Regions from separate parts of the Sus scrofa genome. Here region 1 is linked to region 2. The links are chromatin contacts, called in public Hi-C maps. All regions are on one chromosome and are shown on one strand. The core of a region is the stretch at or near the end of the contact, and the rest is flanking DNA. Distances in the headings are between cores, read along the strand shown.

The links. A called contact is a pair of places that touch in the nucleus more often than the background predicts.
Region 1: a Hi-C map of embryonic fibroblasts shows a contact between it and region 2, with 2.5 times the contacts expected there. The contact joins two enhancer-like sites. A contact is called at or near these places in 3 of 47 Hi-C or Micro-C datasets (embryonic fibroblasts and fibroblasts).

The regions. Positions count from the first base shown.
Region 1 is chr5:74,278,599-74,283,804 of Sscrofa11.1, reverse strand. No RefSeq gene overlaps it. Among named protein-coding and RNA genes, the nearest start is that of ADAMTS20, 390 kb to the left of the region's middle. Within about 2 kb of position 3,209, at least 2 of the 83 cell types and tissues checked have an H3K27ac peak or open chromatin away from gene starts, as enhancers often do. A contact at or near this core is called in embryonic fibroblasts, where this site is marked.
Region 2 is chr5:73,901,131-73,907,054 of Sscrofa11.1, reverse strand. All of the region lies in intron 2 of LOC110260765 (a long non-coding RNA gene), which reads right to left. Among named protein-coding and RNA genes, the nearest start is that of PRICKLE1, 78 kb to the right of the region's middle. Within about 2 kb of position 3,499, at least 13 of the 83 cell types and tissues checked have an H3K27ac peak or open chromatin away from gene starts, as enhancers often do. A contact at or near this core is called in embryonic fibroblasts, where this site is marked.

The DNA.
Region 1 (5,206 bases), core at 1,960-4,459, 380 kb before region 2:
CGAGCTGGCTAAGCTTAAATAGCTTCCTACACGTCTACCCTTTTCCCATAATTCCTGGCATTGTGCCTCTGATAATGTTTTAGATCTACTGGTTTGGCTTTTCTTGAACTGAAAATAGAATGATCATGTCCATTGGACATTTCCCACTGATGTTGCTGAGGAAGGCAGTACAGAAAAGTTCACTGTCTATGAGCCCTCATTCCAGGTTGAGTTCCAGTCCTTCCATAATTCATCCTGTCCAAGATTTACATCATAGCTATAATCATGTTGAATTTGAAGGGTGACAGAGAATTCAGATAGAAATACTAGATACACCATTGGAAATGTCAGCTCCAGAGAGGGTATGAGGACACAGTGTTGGGATATAATTTTGGGAGCAAGACAAAATGACGACAGTGATAAATCTTCTTTAAAATATAATTACTTTTTGATGGAATGAATAAAGAGAAAACATTATAGGATTTATAACACCTTACAGGATAACCAGACTTAAGGTGAGAGAAGAGAGAAAAAGTCTGAGACATTAAATGAGAGCCTGGAAAAATGGAAAACAGAATATAAGACAAAGTTAGGTTAACAAAGAGAATGAGGATGGAGAAAAGACCTTCTAACAGGACAAAAGAGCCATCATTTTATCTTAGTCCTTGTGAGAATGGTATCCATGGAGCCAAAGCCATATTGTAAGAGATTTCTAAGGAAATGGCTAGAATAAAAGTAGAGGAATGAATTTAGGACCATATTTGAAACGTTTTTGAAGAAAGTAAGAAATTCAATATGTATATATAAAAGGCAGCAAGTACTCAAAAGTCTTTATACATGGAATCCTAGTTCCTTGCACCCCAGCATCTACAAAAGTGTCTATGTAGAGCAGCAGTTCAATAAACATTTGCTGAATGAATGAGCTTTCGTTTTGCCCTTGTTTTTATTTAAAATACATATATCTGAAGATTGGAATAGAGTGAAGATGTTAGGAAAAGTTAATGCTTGTAATATTAATATTCTGAAAACACTAGTAATGTTTGGAGTCCAGCATATTGAGAGATATCTGAAGTTTAAACTGAAGATGGGAGAGAGAGGGAGATAGATGAGTAAATATTAAAACAGACAAAAGTGAGCAAGCCTCATGTGTTTTATCCCTAAGATAGTGGGGTGTCAGGATGGTGTTGGGAGATTAAAGGAAGCAATACTTCTAAATTAGATGCTAAAACTGAACCAAGATGTAACTTTTCAATGTTAGGGAACTTTGAAAATATTCTGTAGACTCAAAAAGAAAAAAAAAGGAAAAGCAACTGCTAGAGGTTATCTAGAGTTGAGATTTGATGAACTGGGCAGAAGAAGAATAAGAGAGGCCAACTGAAAAATTTGGCCAAGTGAAAAGGCTGGCTCAGGATGGATAGACGGAGTCATCATTTGAGTATGTATCAATGCCAAAGAGAAGAGACAACAAATGTTGGATTAAATGGGGAAAGATGCATGTTAAAAAAAAAAAAAAAAAAAAAAAAACTGTGGTTGAAGCAGGTCAGTGCTGAATTAAAGATCTCAGAAAGAAAAATATTGACTTAGGTTGATAAAGTTCAGGCTGTGTGACTCAAGAAGAAAGGAGCAACAGGTCTATAGGGTCAGGGATGAAAAAGAATCAGATCAAGGAATCTTCAGGGTCAAAAGTGTAAGTATTGAAGTTATTGAGGAGGATTGCAGGGAACACATGGAAATGAAAGATTTTTGCCAAACCACTTATATAACATGAGATAAATTGCAGGGCGTGGTGGACAATAGCAGTGATGTGTTAGGGAAGGTCACATAGCAGGACATGATGGTCTTAAAATGATAAAAATGGGAGGTACTTCAAAGGGCACGGTCCTTCCATTCCAACTATTATGTTATGTGAATGTAGAAACATGTAAAAATAAAATAAAATAAAATAATGTTCGTCTCTTACACCATACTTGCTCACACAGCTGGTTCACTGATCAAGAAATAGTGCACAAAGAAAAGCCAGTTCTCACACAAGCCCACTTAATCAAGGCCAGTGGGTGGTGAGATCTCCATGGGGGAAAAAAATGGGAATTAATATTCTTTTTTTTTTAATAGTTGTTTTTCCAATACATTTTTTTTCTGCTGTACACATACATGTACACATTCTATTTTCTCACATTATCATGCTCCATCATAAGTGACTAGACGTAGTTCCCAGTGCTACACAGCAGGATCTCATTGCTAATCTATTCCGAAGGCAATAGTTTGTACCTATTAACCCCGAGTTCCCCAACCACCCCACTCCCTCCCCCTCCCCCTGGAATTAATATTCTTAGTAAGAGATCAATGTCTACATTAGATCAAAAATTGGCTTGAATAAAAAGATAATTTTGTGTTATAGAGAGAGGAGGTAGGCACATTCCATTAGGTATAATGGAGCAGAACAGTTAAAGGAAGAAGAGTTCAAGTTCACAGATGCAAAGAAATACAGATACAGACAAAAAAGCTCATTGCACAATGCCAAGCTCAAACTCCACCATGTGAATGAAATGCCTTTGTGGTTTAGGCAACTATTGGGAGTGTACTGGGTGTTGGCGTTCATCTGGCTACAGCCTACCTGGGAAGTACTGAGGAACAGCAGTTGATGGAGAAAGACAGGACTCTCTTAACAGTCCTATTTCCAGCTTGGCGACATCTATAATACTCAACTTGCAAGAGAGTTATGGCTATGCCAATGCTGGAAGCAGTCTGCTACCAAACATTTAGAAAAAGCTTTAGTTTTAGCCAGAGAGAAGCTATAATTAAAAAAGAACATGGCTGGATACATTTTAATTTTAGCAGATACTCTGCAGAGTTTATGTTCTTAACACAGGCCCCCCACCCAAAAAATATCAGTTGCTCCTTATCATTCATTTAATTTCAAGCTGATTTGACAAACTAAGAGAGCAGTCGGGATGGGGGGGAAATGTTTTTAAAGCAAAGGAAAAAGAAAAAAAGACTCTGCTGCATATTTAATTATGTTTAATGGTGTTGTCTTCTTGTTTGCTTGAATTCATCAAGAGTTAAAAGGGCTGTTTCACTGCTCAGATATGACAGAGTGGTTATTTGTATTGAAGGCTTTTGGTAGAGGTGGTTTTCTGTATGGGCTTTGAAGGAGGGGAGGGGAATAATTCAGCAGATGGGGACTGGAAGATTTTTCTTTCATGTCTCAAATACAATATGAAGTGAACTATGAAGTTAACCAGCCACAACTCTTTGCAAAGGTCAGCTGGTCTCAACTGATTTCATGTTCTTGCCACAAAGTACTCTTGATCTAAAATAGATTATGTGGAAAAAATCAGATGCTGCTCTATCCAGTATTAATTCATTTCAAATATTTGCTTCAATTCCAGGATAATAAACATAGCCTTGGCCCAGTAATTCTTTCCCAGTTCTAATCCATACTTAATTATCTATGTTGACCTTACAAATGTATTATTTTTATTCATGTCATGAATGCTTGGATTTTTGTGTGTGTGTTTTTCTTGCTATGTTTTTGGGTTTTGTTTTATTACCGTTGTTATTTTTTTGTGGGTTTTTTTTTTTTTTTTCCTCTTTTGGAGACTTTTTTTTTGTTCACTTGTTTGTTTTGACTAGAGCAGTAAGTAAAGGATAGATTTCAACCTGGAAAGACACAAATGTAAGTATACTAGATAAATCGTGAACATTAATAAATCCTTTTCTTTGCAGTATAATAACATATACACTTTCCTGAGCATACAGAGGGAAGACAGTCAGTAAGACATTATTTATTAGAAACCTGTAATTTGTTTGAGAAACAGTTATTTGAGGATTCTATACCCTCAACATAGAGTGTATACAGAGAAATAAATAGGGATATGGTTTCAACCTTCAAAGCATTTCCCAATGTGCTCAGCTAACAAGATTAAATAATACTTGAAATAACAAGGAGCAATTTAAGGTAGTGTGCAACTAAGTATTCATCCTCAAATGGGAGGTCAATGTGGGTTAAGATTAGAGAAAGCTCAGCGAAGGAGGTAGAAATTAAATACTGGAGAAATGACCTCAGTGGTTGGGCGAGACCCGGAATGTCACTGTGGGAAGGAAAGGCAGGAAGAATCACTGAGCCTAAGTAACAAAACTGCAGTAAAAACAGAAGGAGGCGGAGAAGGAGGAAGAGAGAAGAGGGGAAGGAGGACTTACGGTGAAAGTTGGTTATGCTCTGGGAACAAGGATGGGTGTGTTACGCAATCTAGAATACGTGTGACATTGCGTTGTGAATACATTCATCTGGAGTTTTTCGGTCTGCAGACATCTTTCAGCATTTCTCCACAGCGGAGAGTCTCTTGGAGCGCCCCTAATCCCTTCCTGGGTCCCCTTTCCAGCCAGCACCACCCATTTACAAGAATAACAGCCAGCAGGAAGGGGGAGCAGAAGTGAGGAGGAGACAGCTTTCTCCTGGGCGCTCTTCTGTGCTCTTTTATTATTTGCACCTTTCTGTAATCAGAAAAAACCAAGTTCCTACTGCTTTTCCAGGCCCCAATAAGATAACCACTGTTTCTCTCTTTAGAGACTGTACTGTATTTGTTCCTGCTTTGTGGCCGTTCACTACAGCTTATTTCTCCGGGGTTGCATTCCCTCGCATTTCTGTATGATGGAGAAGAAAGCCCTCTGGTAAAATGTGAGATTTGGTAGTGTCCTAATATTCAATGGCTTCTAAATTAGGTTTACATTTTTAAAGGAACACTATTACCAGAGTTCCCGTCATGGCTCAGTGGTTAACGAATCCGACTAGGAACCATGAAGTTTCGGGTTCGATCCCTGGCCTTGCTCAGTGGGTTGAGGATCCAGCGTTGCCATGAGCAGTGGTGTAGTTTGCAGACACAGCTCGGATCCTGCGTTGCTGTGGCTGTGGTGTAGGCCAGAGGCTACAGCTCCAATTCGACCCCTAGCCTGGGAACCTCCAAATGCCACAGGAAATGGCAAAAAAAGACAAAAAAAAAAAAAAAGAATGCTGTTACGCAAGCCCCAAAGAAAGAGTAACACAAGGCTGTCAGGAACAAGAATAAAAAGTGTTGGTCTATACCTTTCTTGGAATGGACTAGAAAAAGAACATACCTATACCTCTCAAATAAGTGAGAGAGAATAACAAAATTACCTCATTATAAAGCCAGAGAGGCCATGGACCCGGTTATCTCTGTGTCCTTAAAGACAACCGGACATCAGTGGG
Region 2 (5,924 bases), core at 2,250-4,749:
ATCACAATTAGGTTACATTATATGACGCAGGTGAAAAGATGTTGCAGAGGCAGCTAAAGTCCCAAATCAGTTGACTGAGGAGACGGGATTAAGATGGTGGAATAGGAGGACTGGAGCTCAACGTCTCTCCTAAAAACAACAAAATTCACAACTAAAGGCTGAGCAGTCTCCACCCAACTGGACTGGAAACCTTAAAAAAGACATCCTACTCCAGAAGACAAAGAGGAGGCCACATCAAGAGGTAGGAGGGGCGATTTCGCGACATAAACAACCCCATACCTCCCGGGTGGGAAGCTCCACAGACTGGAAGGTAACTGGTTCACTGAGACTCACCTACAGGAGTTAGAGTTCTGAGCCCCACCTCAAACCCCCACACGTGGGGATCTGGCACTGGGAGAAAGAGCCCCCGGAGCATCTGGCATGGCAGGCCGGTGGGGCTTGTGTGCAGGAACTCCACGGGACTGGGGAAGCGGAGACCCCATTCTTGGAAGGCGCACACAGGCTTTCCCCTGCACTGGGTCCCAAGGGCAAAGCAGGGTCTCGGTGGGAATCTGGGTTCGACGTGCCTGCAGTTCTTGGAGGACCTCCTGGGAAAGCAGGAGTGAATGTGGCTTGTTGTGGGGGAAGGACGTTGGAAGCAAAGCTCTCAGGAATCTTCATCAGCTGCGGGTCCCTGGAGGCGGCCATTTTGGGAAAATCTGGCCCCGCCCATCAGGGCTGAGAAGCCCCAGGGCATACAGCAATCCGGGTGGGATCACAGCCCTGCCCTGCAGTAAACGGGCTGCCTAAAGACCCCCCAGGCACACAGCCGCCTCTAATCCCATCCAGAGACAAAGCCCCACCCACCAGAGGGATAGGAATCACCTGCACTTACCAGTGGGCAGGCATCAGTCCCTCCCAGCAGGAAGCCTACAGCAAGCCCCCATACTGACTTCAGCCATAAGGTGGGCAGCCACCAAAAGTAAGAGAGGCTACAACTCTATTATCTGTCAAAAGGTCACCACACCAAATCAGTTGACTGACTTAATCAGAAAGGAGGTTAGTCTGGTGGGCCTGACCTAGCGAGGTGAAGCCTTCAAAAGTACTGGGCTCTTCCCAAAGGAAGCTATTCCAAGCTAATTTGTAAACCTCTCTGGGTCAGTTTCATGAGCTGGTCTTTAAGAAAAAAGCTGCCATGTGTGGGAGGGCCATGTGGCTAGGACCTGCAAGCAGCCTCTAGGAGCTGGGCAAGGAAGCAAGATGTCAGTCCCACAGCCTCGAGGAACTGAATTCTGCCGAAAGGACGCAGAGCTTGGAAAAGGAGCCCAAGTTCCAGAAGAAAACACAGCCCAGCTGACACCTTGACCTCAGCCTCACGAGACCTTGAGCAGAAAATCCAGCTGGCTCCAACCCAGCCCTCAGACCCAGAGAAACTGTAAGACAATAAACTTGTGTTGCTTCAAGCTACTAAATCTGTGATAATTTGTTACAGAGGGGTAGAAAACTAACATTACGAGGCACACCTTCTATTCCCAAGCACCTCGGGATGCACGTTGGCTGTTGAAATTCTAACATCTGCATGCCAGGTAGCAGGAATGAAGAGAGGAAAGGAAAAAAGAGAGCCCCTCCGCACTGAATTACCTCCTACGTGAAAGGATAAGTACTATAAGTCCTATACGGAACTTCACTGAGATCTCCCTAAGCCTCAGTTTCTTCATCTATAAAATGGGTGTAGGAGTTCCTGTCGGGGCTCAGCAGAAACAAATCTGACTAATATCCATGAGGACGCAGGTTCGATGTCTGGCCTCACTCAGTGGGTTAAGGATCCGGCGTTGCCATGAGCTGTGGTGTAGGTCACAGACACAGCTTGGACCTGGTGTCGCTATGGTTGTGGTGTAGCTCCAATTCCACCCCTAGCTTGGGAACGTCCATATGCCACAGGTGTGGCCCTAAAAAGCAAAAATAAATAAAACAAAAGTGGGTATAATTATAGTATCTACCTCATAAAGGTATTATTGTGAGAATTAAATGAGACTGCATTTCAAGCCCTTACCACAATGCCTGGCCTTTATTCCCAAGGAGGCTGGGAATTACACTCCTTTATTGAGGCAATTTGTCACCTCCAATAACAAGGGAGATCAGCCACCAGGGAGGCGTCTCATTTAGAGAATCTGAAGCCCTGAAACATTGTGACTGACTTGCCCAAGGCTTCAAGCCCTCTCTTGGCCGGGGCTACATGGCCTGACTCTGGCATCACATGCCAGGTTCTGGGAGCAGGCCCTTTGTGGGAGCCAGAGGCGTTGACCAACGCCTGGAGCCAGCACGTCACCCACCCTCCTGGTGTCTTTGCCTATTGCTTTGTCTTTCCTTTGCCTCCTGTGACCCCAAGCACACATGCGGCTCACACTGGGCCCACTTACACTCATTCACACCCTCCTTAGAAAGAAAAGCATCTCTTTACCGGTTCCTAGCAGGATTTTTTTTTTTTTTTCCACTGATCAGAAGTTATAGAGACCAAGGTGGGAGGATGAACACAGGGGGGATGGGACAGGGGCGGGGGGGGGGTCATGACCCTTTAGAAAACGAGGAGACGTAGAGCTGTTGGATCTAAGAGGTGAAAAGGAGAGAGTGGGAGGAGATTTTAGAAGTGTCACGGAGGTAAAAGTCCCTAGATAAGCCAGCCATCAGGGACAGAGGGCACAAGGGACTTAGAGCAGAACTGACCTTAAGACAAAGTTCTTATCAGACGAGGACGAAGGCGTTCTGCCCACAAAGACCAGGCAACTGGGTGCGAGAAACAACTGAGGGGAAAATCAGTTGTGCTCAGCAGAAGCCAAATCCACTTCATCAGGCAGAGACATTACAGAGGCAGCTGGAAATGAGGGAACGATAGGGAAACTGGGGGAGAAAGGGTAGATCTGGGAGTTGTTCACATAGAGAAATAGGAACCGTGTCTGGGGTGCCGTCAGAGCTAATTACTCGATCACTCTGTGGAGTGAAACATTTTGCAAACGGAAGAGGATTATCATTGTTCTATCTGTGCCTCATTTCCCTCACCACTAATGAGAACTCCGAGTGAGTTTCTCAAGCTTTGCTACATTTCCCGTCTTTGGTGATCTCGTAACACCAGATCTTTCCTTCACCCCAGGCATTTCCTTCAGAAAATTCCTTTCATATAACCAAATCGGTCCTGGTATGTATGACAGGATAAAAAGATGCCACTGTTGCATGCGTCTGGAGTGGTATGCTGTAAAATTTTCCAAAATTAGGAGTTCCCTGGTGGCCTAGTGGTTAAGGATCCAGTGTTGTCACTGCAGTGACTCAAGTTTGATCCCTGGTCTGGGAACTTCCATATGCTACAGATGTGGCCAAAAAAATAATAATTAAATAGCCAGATGATGTCGCTTTGCGTTGTCTTCATAAAAACTATTATTCTTCTGAAGGCACACATCACTTGGCAGGCACCAGTAGGGAAGAGGAACTGCAAACTAATAAATTCAATATTTATAAGAATCATATGACAACTCCCTACATGATCACAACCCCCACTACACAAGCAACAGCTAAGAGAGAGGCAGCCAGTGGGTGTTTAAATACAGGTTCTGGGGTCAGGGAACTCAGGTTTGAGCCCAGTTCCAGGGCTTAGTCACCTAATTTAGCAATTTGGCTCATTGTTTAAACTCTCTAGGCCTCAATTTCTTCATCTATTAAATGGGTGTAGTAATAGTATCTGCCTCATAAAGGTATTATTGGGAGGATTAAATGAGAATGCACGCCAAGCCCTTAGCACAATGCCTGGCTTAATAAATACTAGCTATTATTATTTAGAGAATTGCTCCAACTCTCTGTTTTTCTGTCTCTTAAGTACTAACCTTTCACTCCAATCTGCTCACTTCCATCCACCTCCAAGCCACAGCAATATCCATCAATCCACATCTATTTCTGGAACCAGAAGGCATCTCGTGAGTTGTGTAACCAGTCAAGGATGCCCACTAAGGACATGCCAGACCTTCTGGACACCAGTGGTGTTGAAAAATCACACCTCATTGAGAACAACAGACCCACTCTAAACGTCTCGTGTCCCAGAAGAGCAAACGGAGGCCCAGAAAGGCGAAGCATCTTTGGGGCCATAACACCGTTCTCAAGGCCTGATTATGGACAGACCTGGCTCAGGCCTGAGAATGGCTGCCAAGTGTCTTGACTCTGATTGCACAATTTTGGCACCACTTCAGGCTGCCTTATGGAATTCAACAAGCATTTCCTGAGAAACCACAGGAAGGGTCATGAAGGCGAACAAGATGGTGACCCTGCCAAGAATGGTACTGAAACCTAATCAGGGAAACAGGCATTGGCAGTGTTAAGAATTCTAAGAGAAGTGCCAACAAAGTGCTAAGCAGTTTTAAGTGCTGCCTCTAACTCATGAAACGCTCATGAAACAGGTAAATTTCTACGAGACTTTAAAGGCTAGGGGGTAAAAGGAGCCATTCTTGGTAGAATAAATCATTTGCGCTCTAGAGAGAGGTTATCATATTCTTGAACAGGGAGCTGCCTGGCAGCAGAGAGGAAGCAAATCCGATTAGTATCCATGAGGATGTGGGTTCGATCCCTGGCCTCGCTCAGTGGGTTAAGGATCTGGCATTGCCGTGCGCTGTGGTATAGTTCACAGACATAGCTCTCACCCCGTGTTGCTGAGGCTGTGGTGTGGAGGCTGGCAGGTACATCTCCAATTCTACCCCTAGCCTAGGAATTTCCATATGCCACGAGTGCGGCCCTAAGAAGCAAACAAACAAAAAAATATTCTATTGAACAGATGAAGGAGATGAACTATAGAACGGAAACAGCGGGGTCTAGGAAAAGCCAATTGTCCAAGACGCAAAGAGGATAAAGCCCTTCTATTCTCTCCCCGTGAGCTGAGGTGTAGGTTGCAGATGCGGCTCAGATCCCTCGTTGTTGCGGCTCTGGCTTAGGCCGGCGGCTACAGCTCCGATTGGACCTCTAGCCTGGGAACCTCCACATGCCATGCGTGCGGCCCTAAAAAGACAAAAAGACCCCCCTAAAAAAAATAGAAATAGAAATACAAACATATACATACAAAATTTGAAACTGGGATTTATGGATAATAGTTGCAATCGTAGAGCAGCCTCAGCACCAAATTTGTTTATGTATTGTTTTGATTGTGCAGAATCAAGAAAAATTCTAATTGAGAAAACTAAGGAGTAGGTTCCTGCTGTGGTGCAGAGGAAATGAATCTGATTAGTATCCATGAAGATGCAGGTTCCATCCTTGGCCTTGATCAGAGGGTAGGGGATCTGGCATTGCCGCAAGCTGTGGTGTAGGTCTCAGACAAGGCTCGGATTATAGGCCAGCAGCTATAGGTCTGATGTGACCCCTAGCCTGGGAACTTCCATATGCTGCACGTATGATGACCCGAAAAAGAAAAAGAAGGAACTTCAGGGTTGCTTTTGTTTTGGGTTTGGTTTGGTTTGAACCTACAAGATTTCCTGAGATACACAGATCCTGAAGGCTTTGTATAAATTTTATTTCAAATTTGAACAGGTAAGTCATACACTTATCACAAATATAGATCCAAAGGCTGCCTTCTTTTTTTTTTCAATTGAAGGATAATTTCCAATATTATGTTAGTTTCAAGTATACAGCAAAGTGATTCAGTTATACACATACACACACTTGCATATATATATAAATATATATTTTCTTTGTCAGGTTCTTATCCATTATAGGTTATTACAAGATATTGAGTACAGTTCCTGGTACTATACTGTAGGTCCTTGTTTTTTATTATTTTGTGTATAGCAGTGTGTATCTGTTAATCCAAAACTCCTAATTTATCTCCCCCGCCCCTGCTCTCCCTTTTAGTAACACTGTTTTCCAGGTCTGTGAGTCTATTTCTGTTTTGTAAATAAGTGCATTTGTATCATTGTTTT